Regions from separate parts of the Arabidopsis thaliana genome. Here region 2 is linked to region 1. A link is a contact called in public capture Hi-C data. All regions are on one chromosome and are shown on one strand. Each heading gives the region's core, a stretch centred on a gene start, on an enhancer-like site or on the middle of the called end of the contact. The rest is flanking DNA. Distances are from core to core; before and after follow the strand shown.

Evidence for each region. Capture Hi-C pulls out chosen DNA fragments and counts their contacts.
Region 2: a capture Hi-C map of shoot shows a contact between it and region 1, with 2.2 times the contacts expected there. The contact joins the promoter of AT5G24155 here to the promoter of AT5G24040 in region 1. A contact is called at or near these places in 2 of 3 other capture datasets (root and shoot).

The regions. Positions count from the first base shown.
Region 1 is chr5:8,125,959-8,130,850 of TAIR10.1, reverse strand. AT5G24040 (F-box SKIP23-like protein (DUF295)) reads left to right here and starts at 3,505. Exons shown (of 3, transcript NM_122309.2): 1 at 3,505-3,768; 2 at 3,840-4,314; 3 at 4,414-4,892. The coding sequence starts at 3,515. The coding sequence ends at 4,806. AT5G24050 (plant-specific B3-DNA-binding domain protein (DUF313)) reads left to right here and starts at 1,449. Exons shown (of 1, transcript NM_122310.1): 1 at 1,449-2,498. The coding sequence starts at 1,449. The coding sequence ends at 2,498. AT5G24060 (Pentatricopeptide repeat (PPR) superfamily protein) reads left to right here. Exons shown (of 11, transcript NM_001203447.1): 9 at 4-156; 10 at 273-368; 11 at 474-872. The coding sequence ends at 578.
Region 2 is chr5:8,176,853-8,182,409 of TAIR10.1, reverse strand. AT5G24155 (FAD/NAD(P)-binding oxidoreductase family protein) reads left to right here and starts at 1,303. Exons shown (of 3, transcript NM_147909.3): 1 at 1,303-1,597; 2 at 1,750-1,861; 3 at 2,243-2,707. The coding sequence starts at 1,394. The coding sequence ends at 2,292.

The DNA of each region.
Region 1 (4,892 bases), core at 2,256-4,755:
CAGACTGAAGTGGAAGTGGAAGACGTCAGGAAAGCACAACCTGATGTTATTGCTTGTGCATCAGATGGTATACTGACTCGTCTAGAAGAAGATGGCGATAAACTAACTGAAGCTCTCAGATCTCTGTGTTGGAGAAATAATGGGATTCAAGCAGAGGTAAAGAAACTGGAACTTTACGTTACATTACTGGAATTTCAAAACGAAGTTGTTGTATAGCTTTCACGACTATACTGTGACAATCATGATTATATCCATATGGTGTTACAATGTAGGAAGTGAAGCTCATTGGGATAGATTCACTTGGTTTCGACCTTAGGATTTGCTCAGGAATGCAAATTGAGACATTACGGTTTGCATTCTCGATAAGGGTATGTCGATTTTCGTTTTCTATCTTCTTAGACTCTGATTAGTGAACAATGATAATACATACGATATCACTTAGATTAATGCGGCCTGATAACTCTGTGTTGCAGGCAACATCAGAACACAACGCTGAGGGACAGTTGAGAGAATTATTATTCGCTTCTACACCTTCCAAGCCGCAGAAACCAAAACAAACGAATCAAAAGGAATCTTAGAGTCTTAATAATGTAGCTACAAGAAACATATTCAAACTGCAATTTCTCGTGTATCAATGAAAGTGCCCTCACCAGTCAGACATGAACTAACACTCCTGCTAACGTTAAAGATCGTTTGTGGTCAGACAAGCAATTTCAAGGTTGGCTTATTGGAGATTGGTGTGTGTGTGTGTGTGTGGGGGGGGGGGGGGGGGGTCTCATGTTGTTTCATTGTTTTCCAATTAATTCTTGACACTGTTTATACATAAATATATGATCTTCAAGTCTAAGGGTTAATAGACTTATTAATTCTTCAAGTCTCTGGGTTAATATAGTTTATACAATTTATACAGAAGACCTTATTAATTCTTCAAGTCTCTGGGTTAAGAGAGCATTGAAATTTATCCCAATTTATACATAAATATATGATCTGTCCAAATAGTTTTACATAAATCTCATCTCTTTATCGTAACTCTTATTTTTGTATTTTGTCACTAATAACTTTTTTACATTCATAAAACCCACTTCAAAAGATTGTATCTTAGTTTAGTTGTTTAATTACATTTGTATTCATAAAGTGAGAATGAGAGACTCTCACACACCTAGAAAAAGGAAATACCGAGACAAGGACTATATCGTAATTATAAGGTTAGCTATTAACGAAAATAAAATCAGACAACGGCTAATTAGTTACTAATCACAGTAATTAAACAACTAAACTCAAAGAAAAAAGGAAACCCTAAATTTGATGTAAGCAGAGAGCGCAAGTATTATTATATAATGCAATAGAGACTCTCTCATTCTCAGTTTCTCTCAGATTCTCTAATTTCCTTGTGTCTCACGATTTGCTCTCAGAAGAACTTGAGTTTTCGATTCTATCAAAAATTCACAATGACTAGTATCTATCACGATGATGACGATCATCTCACGGCTTCAGGTAAAGACCTGTGGTCGAATTTCTGTGTACTGGTTGATGCGGCGGTTATGTTATATGAAGAAGAAGAAGAAGAACAACGTCGTAAGATTGTCTCTGAAGAAGAAGAAGAATTCCAGAAGAGAATCTTTTGTCTCTTCCCGAGAAAAACAAGATCGTCTTTGGTGAAGAGACAACAAAATCTTATTAGGGTTTCTACTTCTTCATCGCTTATCGATCTTAACCAGTTCCCTACCGATTCTGAGATCGAAGACCCACAAAACCATCTTCAAGGGCTATCCTCTTCATGTTTCATTGCCGCTAATTCCGAGACAAAAACATTACAAAACCCTAGTTCAGAACCTTGTTCTTCACTCGGACTCTTTGGTCACAAGACGGCTGAGTACCAAAAGACGGAGACGAAAGACCCACCAAACCCTAATTTCCCATGTACTATGTCTTTGTGCCTAATGGAGAACACAAGCCGCAAGAGACGTGCTGTGGAACAAAGGAAGCGTAGTGGTGGAGTCAAGAAAGCAAATGTTGCTCCTTTTTCACAAACGGCGAGAGAGACACCTGAGTGGCTTGTCAAGGTGATGACAAACATGAAAGAAGCCAAAGACGCTAAATTGATCTTTGAGAAGACTCTGTTCGTGACTGATGTAAACCCAACAAAGAACCGTCTCTCAATGCCTTTCAACAACTTACTCCGAAACGATTTCCTGACGTCTGTGGAGTCCATAATCATAAACGAAGACATCAACAACAATAACAAGATTGGAGTGGGAGCGATTCTCGTGGATCAACGGTGTAAAAAGTGGGGTGTGATGTTAAAGAGATGGGAGATGAAGAAGGAATCAGGTAAAGGAAGCTGGAGTTACAATTTGATTTGTGGGTGGAACGACATCGTTGAGGCTAACAGATTGAAAGAAGGCGACAACATTACTCTTTGGTCGTTTAGGTGCTGTGGAATCCTCTGCTTTGCCATGGAACAGAGTAGCTCTTCCCTTGCTCTCTGTCTCTGCTAAGTTTCTTGTGTCGGTTGAGACTATAACTTGATTGATCAACACGCACAGCGATCTAATTTCAGGAGATTCTGGACTTCTTTTTTGTCTAAGAGTTTGATTAAGAAAATTAGTGTTCCTTATTAGTAACTTGTTCCATATATTGTTTCAGATCATTATAACCGTATGTACTATAGTATGAAAACTTAGCATTTTTGACATGAATCTTGTTTGTTGTTTGGTCTACTTTAGTTACTGCATTGTTACCTTTCGATTCCTTGTAATATATCTCCAAGTCTTATTTTGTCTAATGAAATTGATCCAATCAATAAAAGTGTTTTTAATACATTCATTAGAAATGCTCGATACAATCAAAACCTGTGTTTTGTTCTACTCAGTAAGAATCTGATTTTGAAACTCAAGTATGAAGAGCAAAATGATCAAATCAGGAACCAAATTTGTTGCCAAGACAGGTTTTGCTACAATTGCTTCTTCAGCCACTTGAATAAGTACACCGTACTTGGACGTTGATTAGCTCGATTTTCTCAGCCTTAATAGCAAACACAACGTTTCGCTTCCGCACATCTATAAGATCTCGTTTTCTTGTCTAGGATCTTGTCAGTTTATGATTAATGTAGAAATTCTGAAACTACAATACAAAAATACAAATCCTAGGTGAATTATAGTTTCGAAAATCCATATTAAAAAAAAAAATCCATATAGATTATTTAAAATACACCAATCAAGTGTTGGTTATTTTCGGATTTTGAAAAAACCGTTAGGCAATTTGAAAGCAAAAACAAAAAAAAAATGATCTCTATAATCATACACTCATTCGAATTTCTCCTCAAATTTGTTAAACTTTCAGAAAACTGAATCGAACACAAGCAGGGATTGTTACAGCTTGTAGTACACGTCAAGTAATAAAGTCAACGCATTTCCTCAATCAAGAGAGCAACAGAGAAAGTCAACACGTTTAGTTTTAGGCTTTTAGCTCTACATTATTATCAGACCAAGTCTATAATCACTCAGAGAATAAAATGGTAAAATGGTCGGAGTTGCCACCGGAGATTCTCCACTTGATCTCCCTTAAAATCGACAATCCCTTTGATCTGATCCACTTTCGGTCAGTTTGTTCCTTTTGGCGATCCTCTAGTCTCCTCAAATTCAGACACATGACATCACTTAGATGTCCTCTTCCCCTTGATCCCGGCGGTTGTGGTGATGATTGCCATATCTTGAGCAGCCGTGTCTACCTTCTCAAGTGTCCTAATCGTGACCGTCCCCAATATTGGTAATAAAATCTGTTTCTTGTATTGATTCTTGAATCTTGATGATACATAGATGATAATTTTCTCCTGCCAGGATGTTTAAACTACAAGCTAAAGAGAATGGAGAAGTTGTTCTACATAGTTTGTTCTTAAGAAGAAACTCCTCTGCGTATGGATGCTTGTATCCAAGTCTATCTATTGATTTGCTCAATTGTCAAATCTTTGAGCTAGCGCAAGAACATGTGGCTTGTTACAGCGAATGGTTTGAATTATTTGAATGCATTTCAAAATGTGAAGAACGTATCGGATTTATGGGTCTAAACAGAGAGAAAAACGAATATATGATTCTAGGGAAGCTCTCATTCAATGGTCTCGCAATGTATAGGTCAGTCGATAACCGTTGGACTGAGCTCGAGATAACACCCGATTCATTTTTTGAAGGGATAGTTCCATTTAAAGGCAAGTTTTACGCGATAGATCGCACCGGAAAAACAACAGTGGTAGATCCAACACTAGAAGTGAATACATTTCAGCGGTCAAGACCTTGTGATAAGACAAGGAAACGTTGGGTAAGGAGACGACCAACATTTTTATATCTTGTATTTCATGCAACTTGGAACAAAACTAAAATTTACAAGTCTTTTTATTTCATTCGTTATCTCCAACAGCTTTTAATGACAGGGGACAAACTCATTCTCGTAGAGATGTGCACAAAGAGCCGATACGATTTTCACATACCAAATATCCGTGAGAAAAAGATATGGTTCGAAATATCAGAGTTAAACGAGGAAAGAAACGATTGGGATCAAGTGGAAGATATGGACGGTCGTGTGTTGTTCTTGGAGCATTATTGTACCTTCTCATGCTTGGCTACTGAAATTCCAGGGTTTAGGGCTAACTCTATAATCTTCATGGACTTGTGGGGAGGATCTAACTCATATGAACTTGAAAGCATTCTCGTGTATGAATTCAATGAGAAAGGCGTAAGATCTTTAAGAGATAAATTGGAGTATATAGAGCTGTTTCCATTTCCCCCTGGTTGGGTAATCTCCAACGGATAATTATATGACATTCACTAAAACATGCATGCCTTTTATTATTTTTGTTTTGTTTTGTATATACTATGATTTTCCTTTTGTATTTGACC
Region 2 (5,557 bases), core at 54-2,553, 54 kb before region 1:
TGTATCAAATTTGCTCGTTCTTTTAATAAGTGCTTTGTCTTTTTGAATATAAATTGACATTTTCTTAAAAGAACAAATAAATAAGTGCTTTGTGTTCGTATATGCATACAAACCCAAAAGAAACCATGTGTATTTATTGAAATGACTAAATACGACTAGATTTTTAATGTGATTTTCCTATAAACAATAGTGTACCTCAGTACCTATATCTAGCTACGTAATATACACATGCACTATGTAAAACATGAGTCTTTACCGTGGAAGAGTTTTGATACTACATATAGATTAATACGTAAGTATATGTTACTTTGGTTTCCATGTATGTTTGTTTGTGAAATCGTGTACATAACAAACATGCACCAAAAATAGATGCATCATCTCTTCAAACGTTAAAGAAACCAGCATTAGCTAAAACGAAATTTGATTTGTGTCCGCATAGAAACTGGAGGAATACATTGTGAAAAATAATATGAAAAAATCTAAACTGTAGTATGCCTAAAATATCATTTCGTTTCATTACTCGAGGCCGGTCCAATGTTTCCAAAAGAATTTTGGATGTTTCATCCACAACTATAAGTTTTGTTCTTATGTTATAATGTGATTCTCTAAGCGATGGCTTCTTGTGTCTAACTGTAATAACCCGCTCTGTGGGACCCGCACATGTGGCCACTCTTTGTCATGTGCCATCCTGCGGGCTCTATAGCGCATCGACCCTAACCCCTCACCTTGGGCCACCAAAGCCCTAGGCCACCAAAGCCCACAAGTAGGTTATTGGTGCGCTTGGCGTTCCTCGAACCCAAGACCTCATCCTTTAACAACTTTCCCAAAGGACAAGCTGTTACCAATTGACTTGGGTTCGAGGAACGCCAAGCGCACCAATAACCTACCTGTGGGCTTTAGTGGCCCAAGGGCTTTGGTGACCCAGGGCTTTGGTAGCCCAAGGTGAGGGGTTAGGGTCGATGCGCTGCAGAGCTAACAGGATGCCACGTGGCAGAGAGTGGCCACGTGTGCGGGTCTCACGAGGCGGGTTGTTACACTAACTTCTGGACCGACCTTCTGTTATCAAACAATTGATTGATATATTCAGATTTAGCTAATTTCCTTACTATTTAAAATCGTCATTCAATATTTTCAAAGATGTCAATAATTTAAGCGGTACCTTCTATATACTAACAAAATCATTTATTAGGGTGGTCAATGTCTTGTGTTTGTATCTGAAATGTATATAAATATCATTTGTTTATGTCAACAATGAAAACGAGTTATGTGGACAACAGAAAAGATAACTTTATTGTGGTGATGCCACGTCCAAACTGATATAACTTTGCATTTTATAGGCATGTTTTACTCCTTTTATAGTAATCTAAACCATATTGAGAACTAGCTAATAGATATGGATATGGCCTTTACGCACGTTTGTCTATGGACGCTACTCGCCTTCGTGCTGACCTGGACGGTGTTCTACGTTACCAACAGGAAGAAGAAGGCGCCGGAATTGGCAGATGCGGCAGCAGAGGAGAGAAGAGACAGTGCTGCTGATGTTATCATCGTCGGGGCTGGAGTAGGTGGCTCGGCTCTCGCATATTCTCTTGCTAAGGTTTGTAAAGTGGCGTCATACTTTTGCAAAAATGATAGGAATAAGTTTAGTACTATATATGATTGTTTTTATTGTTTCATAGTAGAATTCTATTGCAATATTTTGGTTTTGCATAATGTATAACCTTATGCCTAATTTCCGATTATATATAGGACGGGCGCCGAGTACTTGCGATAGAGAGGGATATGAGAGAACCAGAGAGAATGATGGGTGAGTTTATGCAGCCAGGAGGACGACTCATGCTTTCTAAGCTTGGCCTTGAAGGTTGGTCTCTTTTAATTTAACTTTCGTTTATATTTACATTTACTTTTTATTTTTAATCGGAGAATCTAGAACCAAACTCTATACTAAATTAGAAACTGGTGACAAATCGAATAATTTTGTTATTAAAAATATAGTGTTCAACTATGATTTAAATCGCAGTAAAACTCTAACCATGATTCCAACTTCTTGATGAATTATTTTAGCTACTAGACCATGAGTTAGTTTACATTTGCGTTATAAAAATAAACAAATGTCTTAATTGGATGATCGATCGAATTTGTGCGTTTTTCAATTGTATGTTTAATGTGAATCACTAGTTGGCTTTGAAAATGTTGGTTCCCCATCTCAAGGCTGAGGGAGTTAGCGAAATGTTTTTTCCAGCAAACGCAGCCGCATATCGCAAAAGCTATATGGCCGCATCTGGTCTTTAAACATTGATGCTCTAAACAGCAACATACGTAAGCTTGTAAACTCGTTGAAATGTTATTGTAATGCTTAGCTTACATAATATTACTTAATGAGTTTCTTCCTTCTACTAGCTAACGCATTGGTTAAAAAGATCCGACTCAGGAAAAGTGAAATCCAAATCCTCTCAGATGAATCTATCCATTCTAACATGTTGTTTAAAATACATCCTCGAGAAAACAATCCTTCATTTTTTTTTTCTTTATATTAACCATTAACCAAAAAAAAGTATTAATATATAACAACAGGGGAAATTTCTACGAAAAGAAGAAAATTTAATAAAAATAAGAAGATTTCGTTTTGTGTTGAATGTTTGTGTACAATTTGTGGCTTTGATATATATTTTATTTTTTTGTAGAATTTGATATTGTTTTATTAGAGTATAGTGTAATATGTTTCTTATAACTATACTATAATAGAAATTATGAGAGAGAATTTACGAAAAATAGTATCCCATCAAATTGTTCCATATACTATAATTTAAATTTATTATTATATTTTTCAGTTTGATCATATATTAAATAATTTTAAGGTTTATGAAAGAATGAGTTTTCAACTAAAAATTTTAAATAAATTCTAAATCCTCATGTGGTCAAATGCGATCAATATAGGCCCTGTTTGTTTCTCCATCCAAATGGATCATCTGGATGAAAATGAAAAATGATGTTTGTTTTTTACAAATTAACAAATCATTTGGATGTTTCATCTGTTAAACTTAGGCTAATTTGTGAAACTCATTTGGATGGATTTGGTAGAACCATTTGGATGAAGATGATTTAGTCCAAAAAACAAATGACAAATATACCTTCTTTTAATAATGTTAATTTTCAATAGATTTTTTTTTTTTTTAATTACATATTATACCAAAAAACTCTAAAAATTGTGAAATCACTGACTATTATTTTACGTCAAAATTATAAATTCGTTTTTCCCGCCAAAATCGCAAAATCATATTTTCCTCCAAAGTCGCAAAATCATATTTTCCCGCCAAAATCGAAAAATCATATTTTCCTGTCAAAACGTTAAAATCATATTTTCCCACAAAACCGCAAAATCATATTTTTCCGCTAAAACCGTAAAATCATATTTTCCCGTCAAAATCACAAAATCGTATTTTTCCGCCAAAACCGTACAATCGTATTTTCCCGTCAAAACCGTAAAATCATATTTTCCCACCAAAACCGTAAAATCGTATTTTCCTGCCAAAACCGTAAAATCGTATTTTCCCGCCAAAACCGTAAATTCTATTTTCCCGCCAAAACCGTAAAATTGTATTTTCCCGTCAAAACCACAAAATCATGTTTTCCCACCAAAACGTTAAAATCATATTTTCCTGTCAAAACCGTATTATCATATTTTTCGCCAAAACCGTAAAATCATATTTTTTCCGCCAAAACCGTAAAATCATTTCTTCGTTAAAATTATATTTGGTAATGATGTTAAATATTTGTCATTTGTTAAAATTATAACATGGGTATTTTAGTCATTTTTATTAGAATGAGAATGTAGATGAATTACAAAATGATCAAACAAAAAAATATTCATTTAAATGCATCATTTAGATAAAATACTAAATAATCAAACAAACATCATTCAAATGCATCATCCAAATGATCCATTTAGATGTAAATGCCAAATGATCAAACAAACAGGCCATATTCAAATTATCAAATATAATGCAATCATGAGTTCACACCATCGTTTTCGCTATTGATTATATAATTTTAACTTCACATTAATATACATAATTGGGTATGTAATCAAACTTTTTAGTAAAACAATATACGTTATAATCAATTTTAATATTTCAAACTCCACATAATTGGGTATACCATCTAGTATGTCTAAGAAAACATACTAAAATAATGTTTAATATTTTTGTCAATTCACATTTAGCCATATCATATTCATATCCATAGTTTGTTTGATAAATTCTTTAACACTTAAATTTGAACTTCAAAATTTAGTCAGTTGCAATCCCTTTATTATTAAAAGGGAAGTACAAATTGAAATTTTGTCTAATTTGGCCTCAATTTTGATTTCAATTTTGGATTTTGTTCTTTGCTATTCAAAATCATTAAGGGTAATTTGGTCTTAACAATCTCCTAAACTTTATATGATCCGATTCAATTTAAACCGTTCAATAAAATTAATTCCCTTCAATCTAAACCGTTCAACAAAAATAAAAAATCTATATCGTTTTTGAAATCAAAATATGATCACATTCCATCCCTAAAAACACTATATTCAATCATGAAATCAATAATCAATAATATCCAAATCATATATTACAATTCTTCACTAATCATTAGAAATTTATATTTATAAGTTTAAGATATCAAATTTATTCAAAATATTTAGTATAAGAACCAAATAAACCGATTGCCCGCGGTAAACCGCAGGTTAAAAACCTAATTTTTATTATTATAATAGTTTTCTCAAAGAAATTCTAATATATATATATATATATATATATAAATTACTCCAGAAAAAGTTGTGGACATCGATAACATACATCTTACTGCATCTGTCCCAATAATTGATTTAGTTATATGTGGTGATGAGGTTTATATTGTCGTATTCATAGAAAACATCCAAAAAGAGTAAAGTCTCGTGTCTATACATCTATTTATAGAAAAATAAAAAATAAGATGCAGCACGTAACAATGAATGACATAATTAATTGGCCTTTAAAATGTCTTTGAAGTCGACCTTTAGGGAGGGTTATGCAGATAAAACACTTCCCACCTTTAGTGATATTTGGGTTATTTTTCTATATTTAAATGTGATTAAGGAGTCCAATGAACTTATCGTTGTAGGTATGAGAAACGTTATTTACGGGTTCAGACAAAAGTTATTTAAATGGAGTAATTTTAAAAAAAACTAAACATTTTGATCCACTAAGGAAGATGAAACATTCATCAAGTTTGTTAATGACCTAGTTTAGATCGACTAGCTAGATGGCTAGCCATGTGGTTGTCTCGTCATCGAACATCAAATACTAATTAATTTTTCTTTTTCTCAAAGTGTAACTTTATATATCATTCAAAAGATCTATACACTGCAATGCCAAACTCTTGTTTAGCCAGACACATATCTACTCGATTACATATATGTGATTTGCATTGTGAAACTTTTTAATAATCTCAAACCACAAAAAAGAGCAGTTCAAGCACTACAAACGATACTAATAGTGCTTCAGCTTGTTGATCTAATTGAAGTAAGCACTAT